Linked DNA regions of Pan troglodytes: regions 1 and 3 are each linked to region 2. Evidence: chromatin contacts called from public HiChIP or PLAC-seq data. All regions are on one chromosome and are shown on one strand. Each heading gives the region's core, a stretch centred on a gene start, on an enhancer-like site or on the middle of the called end of the contact. The rest is flanking DNA. Distances are from core to core; before and after follow the strand shown.

Evidence for each region. HiChIP or PLAC-seq counts read pairs in DNA pulled down with a chosen protein or histone mark.
Region 1: a contact with region 2 is called in an H3K4me3 HiChIP or PLAC-seq map of stem cell-derived excitatory neurons, with 17 times the contacts expected there. The contact joins the promoter of IBTK here to the promoter of UBE3D in region 2. A contact is called at or near these places in 4 of 7 Hi-C or Micro-C datasets (blood, induced pluripotent stem cells and stem cell-derived neural progenitor cells), 1 of 1 datasets of contacts at active chromatin or transcription factors (stem cell-derived excitatory neurons) and 1 of 1 other capture datasets (stem cell-derived neural stem cells).
Region 3: a contact with region 2 is called in an H3K4me3 HiChIP or PLAC-seq map of stem cell-derived excitatory neurons, with 7 times the contacts expected there. The contact joins the promoter of TPBG here to the promoter of UBE3D in region 2. A contact is called at or near these places in 3 of 7 Hi-C or Micro-C datasets (induced pluripotent stem cells and stem cell-derived neural progenitor cells) and 1 of 1 datasets of contacts at active chromatin or transcription factors (stem cell-derived excitatory neurons).

What each region holds. Positions count from the first base shown.
Region 1 is chr5:94,253,295-94,256,939 of NHGRI_mPanTro3-v2.0_pri, forward strand. IBTK (inhibitor of Bruton tyrosine kinase) reads right to left here and starts at 1,338. Exons shown (of 30, transcript XM_054686080.2): 1 at 617-1,338.
Region 2 is chr5:95,090,989-95,094,382 of NHGRI_mPanTro3-v2.0_pri, forward strand. It overlaps UBE3D (ubiquitin protein ligase E3D), which reads right to left and starts at 1,387. Exons shown (of 11, transcript XR_010158087.1): 1 at 1,188-1,387. It overlaps DOP1A (DOP1 leucine zipper like protein A), which reads left to right and starts at 3,214. Exons shown (of 37, transcript XM_063813236.1): 1 at 3,214-3,326.
Region 3 is chr5:94,381,014-94,384,566 of NHGRI_mPanTro3-v2.0_pri, forward strand. It overlaps TPBG (trophoblast glycoprotein), which reads left to right and starts at 1,277. Exons shown (of 2, transcript XM_016955911.4): 1 at 1,277-1,527; 2 at 2,242-3,553. The coding sequence starts at 2,579.

The DNA.
Region 1 (3,645 bases), core at 88-2,587, 840 kb before region 2:
AAAACAGGAGTCAAGGACGGCCTATGTTACCTAATTCGCAGCTGAACTAAAACTCTTTGAGCCAGACAGCTCTGCCTGTTACAAAAACAAAGGGCCTGTCTTCTCTGTCTCTCAACCCCCCACCCTCCAAAAAGAATCAGTTCCTTTTTACATAGCAATCAATGTCCACTTATCAGATTTCACTACCTGCTTCCCCAGAGTCAGTATCCCCAGGGTGGACTCAAACTTGTGACTCCAGGAAGGGGATAAGGAACATGAGCGCCCACAGGAATGGCTTCAAATCCAAGGCTCGAAGGAAAGTGACACTACATAACTATCACAACTAGGAATGCAATGTCGCTGGAGGGCGTGTCCGGCAGGACGGGAGCGTAGCGCATCGCCGGGACAGGCCATTCATTAGCTGAGGGGGGCGGTAGGGACCCTGGCCACTCGGCCCTCCCCGCGCCGCCTCGCGCGAAGCCCGGCAGCCTCGGGGCCACAGAGTCCCCTCCCCACGGTCCCCCCGCGCCGCCGTCCGCAGCCACCCGCACCCTCCAGAAGGCGAATACTCTCCCCCTGCCCCCGGGCTGAAGGGAAGCCGCACCGCACGGTCGGGCAGCGCCAAGCCCTCCCTCACCAGTCGCTAGATGAAACTGCGCCGGTGGATTCCGCAGGGTCCACATAGAGCCACAAAGGGACTCATCCTCAGTGAAGGCAATAAGAGAAACCGAACGGCGCCAGAGGGGCCAGTCCCCAGACCCGGGTCAGTTCGGCAGGCGGCTGCAATACAGCCGCTACTACAGGAATCGGGAACGGGGATGTAGAGGAAGGGCCCGAGCGGGCGGTTCCCAGTAATAAGACGGGCGCTGGTTGGCTGGGGCTCCTGTATGTCTCTTGATGATTGGCTGGTGCCTGCCCAGAAGGTTTCGCGTGGCAGCACCTCTGCCATGGCCTTTTCCCTGGCGCCCCAAAGGAGCTTGACCTCGCCGGCCTTGGAGCCGCTGACTCAGGCCAGGGGCGGGGAAAAGAAAAAGGCCGCAGCGGGGAACTCTAGGCCAACAACGGTGATGGGAGTGTCCCTTTCAGGCCAGCCATCTCCTAGTTAGAAACGTCTCTCTAGGCAGCTGGAGACTCGGGGGGGAGGCTAAACCCGAGTGGAGAAGGAGACCTGGCAGGATGCCTTGGACACCCGGTCGCTACGCAGCAGAAGCCAAGTGCATAGGCGTCCTGCACAGAAGAGTTTCCTCCCATGGCCTTAGCAGTGGGGTTACTGCAAAGCCAAAGGTGTAGTCTCCGTAAACCCAGCCTCACCCCTCTCTGGATCTCCATACACCCGGATTATCTGGCAGTCACTCCCTTGGTCAGAAGGCGTCACTGCCCTCTTAGATCACCACCGTAGGACTAGCTGCCGACCCGGGTCACGCCACTCACTGCCTGACACCAGGCTTACACTAGGCTTTTTCCACTTGAACTCTGAATCTAAAGGCCATTTAGAAAGTGGTCAAGTGAAAAATGCTAGGAGGGACAGTAGCCAATAATCAATACTAGGTTACTGAATGGGAAACACACTGCTGCTGAATGCCTAATACGGTCAGCACTCAGTAAATGATTGTTCAAGGAGGGGTAGTGTGACTCAAAACAAACGACACTAAGAATCATGAGTTGGCTGTACAGCTCTGCCACGTTGAGTTTTACAAGCCACTGAGTCGACCTCATCTAATCTCTAAAAGAAAGGATTTGCGCATGTCTTAATGCCCACTGAGCTCTGCTTGCTCTCTTTTGAAGCCTTTTTTGTGGGAGGGTAGGTTACTAGCCCAAAGCCACACAGCTGCTTAGCGAAAGAGAAAGGGAGACTAGGACCCAGCCCTCCTACTGCCCTTCCCAGCACATAATTGTTTCTTTGCTCTTTATTCTGAATGTCCTTCTACAAAACAAAAACCAGTTTGTAATGTCAAAATTGAGTGGTTTTGAAAATAAGCTTAAGTTGGCCGGGCGCGGTGGCTCACGCCTGTAATCCCAGCAATTTGGGAGGCCGAGGCGGGAGGATCACGAGGTCAGGAGATCGAGACCGTCCTGGCTAACACGGTAAAACCCCACCTCTACTAAAAAAATACAAAAAAATAGCTGGGTGTGGTGGCGGGCGCCTGTAGTCCCAGCTGCTGGGGAGGCTGAGGCAGGAGAATGGCGTGAACCCGGGAGGCGGAGCTTGCAGTGAGCCCAGATCGCGCCACTGCACTCCAGCCTGGGTGACAGTGAGACTCCGTCTCAAAAAAAAAAAAAAAAAAAGAAAAGAAGCTTAAGTTGTATCTCCAGATATTTAAAAAAAGAAGCTACATATAATGACTTTCATATTCATGAACAAAGAAGCCAATAATGGCAAATAAAGCTGCTAGTGTAAATAAATGCATTGACCTGAGTTCGTAACTTCTCTCTCTTGTATCTGGGCAAGTTAATTCACTTTTCTGAAGCCTCAGTTTCCTCATTTGCAAAATGGGAGAAATAATGTATTTTGGGGTTGTGAAAATGTAATGATAGAGATATATAGCACTTAGCAGAGAGCCTTAGTCACACACAATAATACTTCATAAATAGTGCTAATGAATAAAGTATTTCCTTAGTGGCTGAATTAGTCCAAGCAGGCATTCATTAATTTAAAAGTTACGGCCAGGCAAGATGAGTCACACCTGTAATACCAGCACTTTGGGAGGCAGAGGCAGGTGGATCATTTGAGCCCAGGATTTCAAGACCAGCCTGGACAACATGGTGAAACCCCGCCTTTACTAAAAATTAAAAAAAAAATTAGTCAGGCATGGTGGCGCATGCCTGTGATTCCAGCTACTCAGGAAGCTGAAGTGGGAGAATACCCTGAGCCCTGGGAGATCAAGGCTGCAGTGAGTCAAGATCACGCCGCTGCAATGAGTCAAGATAACGCCACTGCACTCCAGCCTAGGCAACCGGAGTGAGACCCTGTCTCAAAAAATAGTAATAAATAAAAGTTAAAATTACCAGGTCTCGGACAATTTGTGGTAAGCATTGGGGATCCAACAGTGAACAAAAATACATGTAGACCCAGATATTCCCAAGCATAATAAATTGCAACGTTTATAAGTATTAATCTGATAGATTTATCTGACTTCCAAAAGATGTGACACATGAACTAAAGAATGAGCAGAAGATAACTCAGATAACTAGATAACGAGGAGATAAGTAGATGAAGCAGGAAAGAAATAACATTCCAGTCAAAGGAATGTAGAATTGCTCCCCTTTTCCCAGGAAAGTTAGATGCTTTCAAAAGTACTTACTGGTTATTTGCAAGACAAAATATTAAAATAATTAGGAAATAGTACAAATGAAATACAATTAAATGAAAAATATATTGTAGATGTGGTTAAGGGAGGAAGAAATCAAAATGAGCCATTTTGTTTGATTTTTTAAAAAATTTTGTGTTTACACATGAAAGAATAGGTCAAAATATATCTACAATGATTGTTTCTATGGTGGGATTATGGGTGATTCTTAATTTCTATCATTTTGACTTTTGTAATTTTCATTGCAATAATTTAAATATTACTTGAATGATTAAAAAAATCAAAGTTTGGAAAAATAATTGACTAGAGTTTGTAAAGTAGTTTTATTTTTTAAAGTAAAAAATAAAAAAACCAGAGA
Region 2 (3,394 bases), core at 137-2,636:
CTCGTGATCCGCCCGCCTCAGCCTCCCAATGTGCTGGGATTACAGGCATGAGCCACCCGGGTACCTTGCCTAAACAAAGGAGAGTAGTCCAAGGGAACTGTGAAAGGCCCCTGCGTGAGAGGAAGGGAAGGTTTGTTGTGTGTGTGTGGTTTTTGTTTTATTTTGGTAGGGTTTGGGTTCCTAATTACTCTACAAGGTGCACCAGAATTGGAGATATTTGTCCAAATTCATAAATTTTGAAAGAGAAAAAGAAATACATTCAGAGTACTATTATTCCCATTTCAAGATTGAAGAAATTCAGATTAAATTATTCTAATTTTGTGAGGAAGCTAGCATTTGAACTCAGTTCTCACGCCATATTCCAAATTGCCACACCAGATATCTGGCAGATTTAGGGAAGAGGAAAAAATTAAGCATCAATCTACCTGTGGCACTGTGTAATACCATTCTCAGGATTTTAACTTCTAACTTACTCTCTTTGAAACAGCGATCACAAAGGAATAGACAAGGGGACCACAAATCATTAAAACTGCTGTCAAACAAAATAGAGAACATTTTTCCTAAAAGTTATTTGTTTGTGTAGCGAATAACAAGTTTGACGTTCTCACTGGAAGGAAGAATATGAATAAATGAACGAGCTCCAGTAAGAAGTCTACAACCTTTCTTAGTGGTTCACTAAACTTACGTTTATTGAATGATTGTGTGGTTTCTCTGCAAAGAGCAGTTTTGGACGAAAAGACCCGAGGTTATTTACAAAACAAGAAGCTCACATAGGAACTGATCCAGTAAGGAGGATCCCGAAGAGAGACAGACAAATCATTTTTTGCATTGTTTTGTTGGAAACGCCGGGCACTGCCAACAGTGTTTTACATCACTGTTCCTCAAATTTTAATGTGCATTTGATTCCCGGAAATCTTGTTAAAATATAGGTTCTGATTCCATAAGCCTGGTGTGGAGCTGAGACCCTGAATTTCTAAAAAGCTCCCCAAAGATACCCACACTGTCAGTAGGGGTGGGAGTGGCGGAGGCGACTACAGGGGAAAGCTTCACTTTGAGTGATCGAGAGGCTCTACGCAACTGGAAAGAAGAAACTCAAACTCCCTCGTACAGAGAGAGACTCACCAGCCCCCGACCCCCGGGCAGCAGTAAAGCGAGCTGGGCACTGCGCCTAGAATCCCAGTTCTTACCCCAGGATCAGAAGCGCGCTCTGCAGCTGTCCCCGCACCTCCAGAAACACGCGCGTCTCCGCCGCAGAAGCCGCCATGGCAGGCGTCCAGTCCCAGACCGGACCAAGCTGGAGGTTCCGAGGGGCCCGGGTCAACAGGACCAGGAGAGGTTCCACGTGCGAACCAACCAGCAGCAGCCCCGCTGCGGCGCAGGCGCCTGTGCCAGATCGCAGGGCTGGCGCCGCCTACCAGCTCACAGCGCCACCTGCCGGCCGGAGAGTGCACCACCGAGAAGGCGCGTGACCCCGGAGGCCGGGGCGGGGCGCGCATTTTCAAAACCAGGCTTTGGCCCAGAGTGCTGAGAAAGGTGGGCGGCGAGAGGCTAGCTATCGCCCCACTCTGCTTCTTATGAGCGTGACTTGGCGCGTTAGCATCCCTGGAAATGACCATAAAAATCAGACCCAGGGTTCACACCTTTGGCTAGCTCGAAGGGAGGGAGATGATGGAGGCAAGTGTTACAGGTGGGCTTTGTCCCCAGGAGATCCAAGAACAGAATTCCCGGCCCCAAACCCACTTTATCTTGGTCTCTTTATGAACAAGGGTCGTTTGTTAGCCTCTATGTAAAGCGACAAAATTTTCAAGAATTGACTTGCCATTGCTTCTCAACTTAGACAGGATAGCTCCAAAATTGAAACAGGTGCAAAAATATAAGGAAGTTCTTTGTTACCTAATGCAGAAGAGTGTGGCTGAAGTCTATCAGGACTAACCATTTTTTAGGGGGTAAAAAAGGAAGATGAGAATGATTACGTATGTACAGCTCCACTATTCACTTTCACAAAAGTAAAAACTAAGAGAAGTTGGAGAAGTTTACTACCAGAAGATAGTTTTGAAAAGTTTGACACAGTAAAGAACCTGGTATAATGTAAATACTTATAATGAAGAACTATTAAAATATAAGACCAGGGTAGAATTACAATAGGGCTTCTTAAAAACAAGGAGCTGCTTTTATTTATTTATTTTTTTTCGGAGTCTCGCTCTGTCGCCAAGGCTGGAGTGCAGTGGCGTGATCTCGGCTCACTGCAACCTCTGCCTCCTGGGTTCAAGTGATTCTCCTGCTTCAGTCTCCCGAGTAGCTGGGATTACAGGCGCGCGCGCCACCATGCCAGGCTAATTTTTCTGTTTTTGGTAGATCCGCCCACCTTGGCCTCCCAAAGTGCTGAGATTACAGGTGTGAGCCACCATGCCCAGCCTAAACCATAAATAAATTCTAAATAAATAAATCCTGTCATATATTTTAAGATAATAGCTTGACAATTTTTCTAAAATCAGTATTTGGGGTGATTAAAGTTTATTATGTTGATGCACAAATTATTATATCTATCACAATAATTTGAAGTTATAGATGGAAGCAACAGCTCACTTAAAAAAATAAAGTTTACTATTATTTGGTCTCAAATAATTCATCTATTTGAAGGATGATGATTTCAACTCTTCATATCTTCCACCTTTAATACCCGAGGCTATTGAATGCTTAAATATTGACACATTATATTGAAATATACAACTTCCTTAGCACAGCTTACTCTTTATAATTGTTTTGTTAGCTTAAAAGATTGTTATATATTTAGTTACGTATTTGTAAAAACTTTCATTTTTTTACCGTATGGTGTTGGCAAAACGGTGCAATTTACCTTGGAGTAACCAGATATGATTGATAGAGCTCTAGACTCAAAGAAGTTCCAAATCTGACACCAACTACTTGTCTCCTAACTTCACAAGTCTCCTAACCTCTCTGGGATGCAGGTTACTCATATGAAATATTGAGAAACTATTCAAATAATATTTAAAAGCTGTTTTCAGTTCCTATTATCTCTTCAAATGAAAACATCTGCTAACCCCCTTTCTAGCCACTCCTGAAATTGGTAGCCATGGCCGCTTCCCGCGACAGTCCACTTGAGGGCGCTGTGGCAACAGCTAGCGCCGGGAGGCAGGAAGCCGATCGGGGGCGGGGATCGAAGGCCTCAGACGTCGACGCTGGCGTGGGCGCGAGCACGGTGCACTCTGGGAGCTGTCACTAGGCCCTTCGGCTCCCGGTCTCGGTGTAGCTGCCGTGGTTGCCAGGAGAGCTGCGCCGGCGAGAAGCGGCCGAGCCAGCAGCAGGTAAAAGCGTCCCCGCCCCCAGTGCGGTCGCTAGGCTGGTAGCCGGCTCCGAGCATCCTTCTCGGCCC
Region 3 (3,553 bases), core at 27-2,526, 710 kb before region 2:
TTTTTCAAAGTGTTTTACATTCATGTTGCAAAACACTTTTAAAAATAAGAAAAGAGATGTAGATAAACGTGCTGAAGATGCAAATTAATGAAACCAGCTTTTATGCACAAATCTCTGCAGTTTCCAGTGTTTTCAGCTTTTGTCTGAGCCATTTTTGCTGTCGGCTTTGCAGACTATCTGTTTCTATAAAAGTAATCAGGCATCCGTTCGAGAGTTGGGGTCTTTCTTCACACTAAAGGCACATGTCCCAGGCACAAGCCTCAGGATCCTTATTTGATCTTTTTTAATACGACCAGGTCTTAAATTTCCGAACCATGTTTTCCCTAATTGCCATTTTCTCTCTAAAATGAAGAAGCCTGGAAGAACCTTCTTATCCCTTCGGGGAAATTATTTAATTGGGACAAAGGGGATGTGGAGTTACAGAGAGCAACGATAGGGCTTTCAGAACCCAAAACCTCTCTGGTATAATAACAGATCCTTCCGGTAACCAACCATTCAATTTGTCCCTCTCCCCAACCCCATCCTCTCCATCACCATCTGCCAGATGCCCCCTGGGACAATCGACTTTGAAACCAAACTTCTCTCCCAGGTCAGCTCCTGCAATCCCCACTCCTCATCCTTGGAACTTTCTCCACAGAAGTGACTTGACACACCGCGCTACATCTGGGGAGGGGGGCGGGTCCGCTTTCCGGGTGACTCAAGTCTTTGCTATTTGCCTTTTGTTTCTGGGATGCCTTTGGCTGCCTTTCTCTTCCATCTGCTTTTAATTTTGGTAAGAGAAAAGCTAATGAATCAGGAATGAATCTCCTCTCCACTAATCTTTTTTTTTCTTTCTCTCTCTCTTAAAGTTGGCGCGCTCTCTTCACAAGTTCCATCACTACCCAAGAAGTGAGGGGGCGGGGGGGACAGGCGGGAAGGCATTAATTACACCTAAATCTGAAGTTTGCGGCCTCAGGTACCACTTTGATGGGGAGAGCTTCTGAAGCTTCCATACAACCTGCCGTGCCTTTGCTGCTGCCGCTGTAGATTTTCAGCTCATTTCTTTCTGCTGCTGCTTCGCGCTGCTCTGTCATGCCTAAATCTATCTCGTCACTGCCAAAGGTGCCTGAATCAGGGTGAATTCCACGAGATTCACCAGCGGTTTTGCTCTAGTCCAAGGTAAATACAGTATGCAAAATGAGGAACCACCCAAGGATGTCGGGGAGGGGGGAGAGAAAGGGATTCCCTCACCTTTTCCGGCACATTCCTCGTTAATTTCCACCAGGAGGAGGCGCGCAGCCCAGCTCCCCTAGTCTCTCTTCTTAAATCCCCCTACCTACGGCTGCCGAGGTTGGCCGCGCGGCGGGAGTCTCCCCGACAGTCCTGGCCCTCCCCCGCCCCCCGGGTTGGTTTTTCCCAGCTGCGGAGGTTGGGAGGTTGGGCCAGGGACTGGGGTGCGAAGAGAGTCGGCGCCCGCAACGCGGAGCCGGGAAGTCGTCGCTACTCTGGTGGAACTCAGAGTTGGTTCTGGAGGCGGCGGACGCGGAGGTGAGCAGTGGGAGCTCGCGGCCTGGGAGAGACCCGGGAGGCGTCGTTGGGGCCCCTCCCCATCCTCGGGTGGAGAGTAGCGTTGGTTCGGGTTGCCACTGTACCCCGAGTCCCACTGCTGCTTTGTTCCCAGACTCTCCCCTCCTCTTTGGAGATGACTTGAACCCCTTTGAGATCCGAGGGGCTGGCGGGGCGCGGGCTGGGGGGCGACAGTTGTAGCTCCACTTCCTGCTAATGCGAGAAGGTACAAAAAGAGATCAAAAAGTCCTGTAACCTGAAACTTCCCTCGCATCCTAACCGGGACCGGGTGGAGAGGTCTGGGCGGGGGCGGAGACACCCGGAGGCCGACCTTCCGCCGAGGCGGTGCAGGAAGGAACGGGAGAGGGAGAAGTTTGGTAGGGAAGGAATTGGGGATTAAGCGGTAAGTTAGACGCGGGAGACGAGTCTCCTCGGGAAAGGCGGAGGGCGGGAGGCCGGTCGGGTTTATTTAGTGTGGGCCAGGGAAGAAGGAAGACTTTGCGGTCTGGGTGTCGGATGCACGTCCCCCTCCGGAGTAAAAGTGACTGGAGGGGTTGGGGAGGCGAGGCCGGGGCGGGCTTTTGGAAGGAGGTCTCTGGGACAGACTGGAGACGACTAGACTCGAAAAGGCCGGTTTTTGCACTCCGGAAGCCGCGGCAGCCACCGCTGTTCACGCCTCTCTCCTGCTTGTCCCAGGTCCCTCAGAGGATCCAGCGAGGGGCGCCAACAAGAGGCGAAGAGGTGGCACCAGGGCGGCGGCAGGAAGAGGAGCGGGAGCAGGAGCGCGGAGCGGAGCGTCCCGACCCGCCGTGCGTACTTTCTGGAGGGAAGGGGCGGGGGAGTCGGCCCCTGAGGGAAGCGCCCGGTGGCGAGGGGGTTAGCCAAGTTCCGGCTGCGGCGCCACTCCCTCGGTTCCACGAGAGGAAAGTTTTTTTTCCAGACGCTTCCGCCGGCTCGCGCCCTCCGGGCCCAGCCTCCCGAGCCTTCGGAGCGGGCGCCGTCCCAGCCCAGCTCCGGGGAAACGCGAGCCGCGATGCCTGGGGGGTGCTCCCGGGGCCCCGCCGCCGGGGACGGGCGTCTGCGGCTGGCGCGACTAGCGCTGGTCCTCCTGGGCTGGGTCTCCTCGTCTTCTCCCACCTCCTCGGCATCCTCCTTCTCCTCCTCGGCGCCGTTCCTGGCTTCCGCCGTGTCCGCCCAGCCCCCGCTGCCGGACCAGTGCCCCGCGCTGTGCGAGTGCTCCGAGGCAGCGCGCACAGTCAAGTGCGTTAACCGCAATCTGACCGAGGTGCCCACGGACCTGCCCGCCTACGTGCGCAACCTCTTCCTTACCGGCAACCAGCTGGCCGTGCTCCCTGCCGGCGCCTTCGCCCGCCGGCCGCCGCTGGCGGAGCTGGCCGCGCTCAACCTCAGCGGCAGCCGCCTGGACGAGGTGCGCGCGGGCGCCTTCGAGCATCTGCCCAGCCTGCGCCAGCTCGACCTCAGCCACAACCCACTGGCCGACCTCAGTCCCTTCGCTTTCTCGGGCAGCAATGCCAGCGTCTCGGCCCCCAGTCCCCTTGTGGAACTGATCCTGAACCACATCGTGCCCCCTGAAGATGAGCAGCAGAACCGGAGCTTCGAGGGCATGGTGGTGGCGGCCCTGCTGGCGGGCCGTGCACTGCAGGGGCTCCGCCGCTTGGAGCTGGCCAGCAACCACTTCCTTTACCTGCCGCGGGATGTGCTGGCCCAACTGCCCAGCCTCAGGTACCTGGACTTAAGTAATAATTCGCTGGTGAGCCTGACCTACGTGTCCTTCCGCAACCTGACACATCTAGAAAGCCTCCACCTGGAGGACAATGCCCTCAAGGTCCTTCACAATGGCACCCTGGCTGAGTTGCAAGGTCTACCCCACATTAGGGTTTTCCTGGACAACAATCCCTGGGTCTGCGACTGCCACATGGCAGACATGGTGACCTGGCTCAAGGAAACAGAGGTAGTGCAGGGCAAAGACCGGCTCACCTGTGCATAT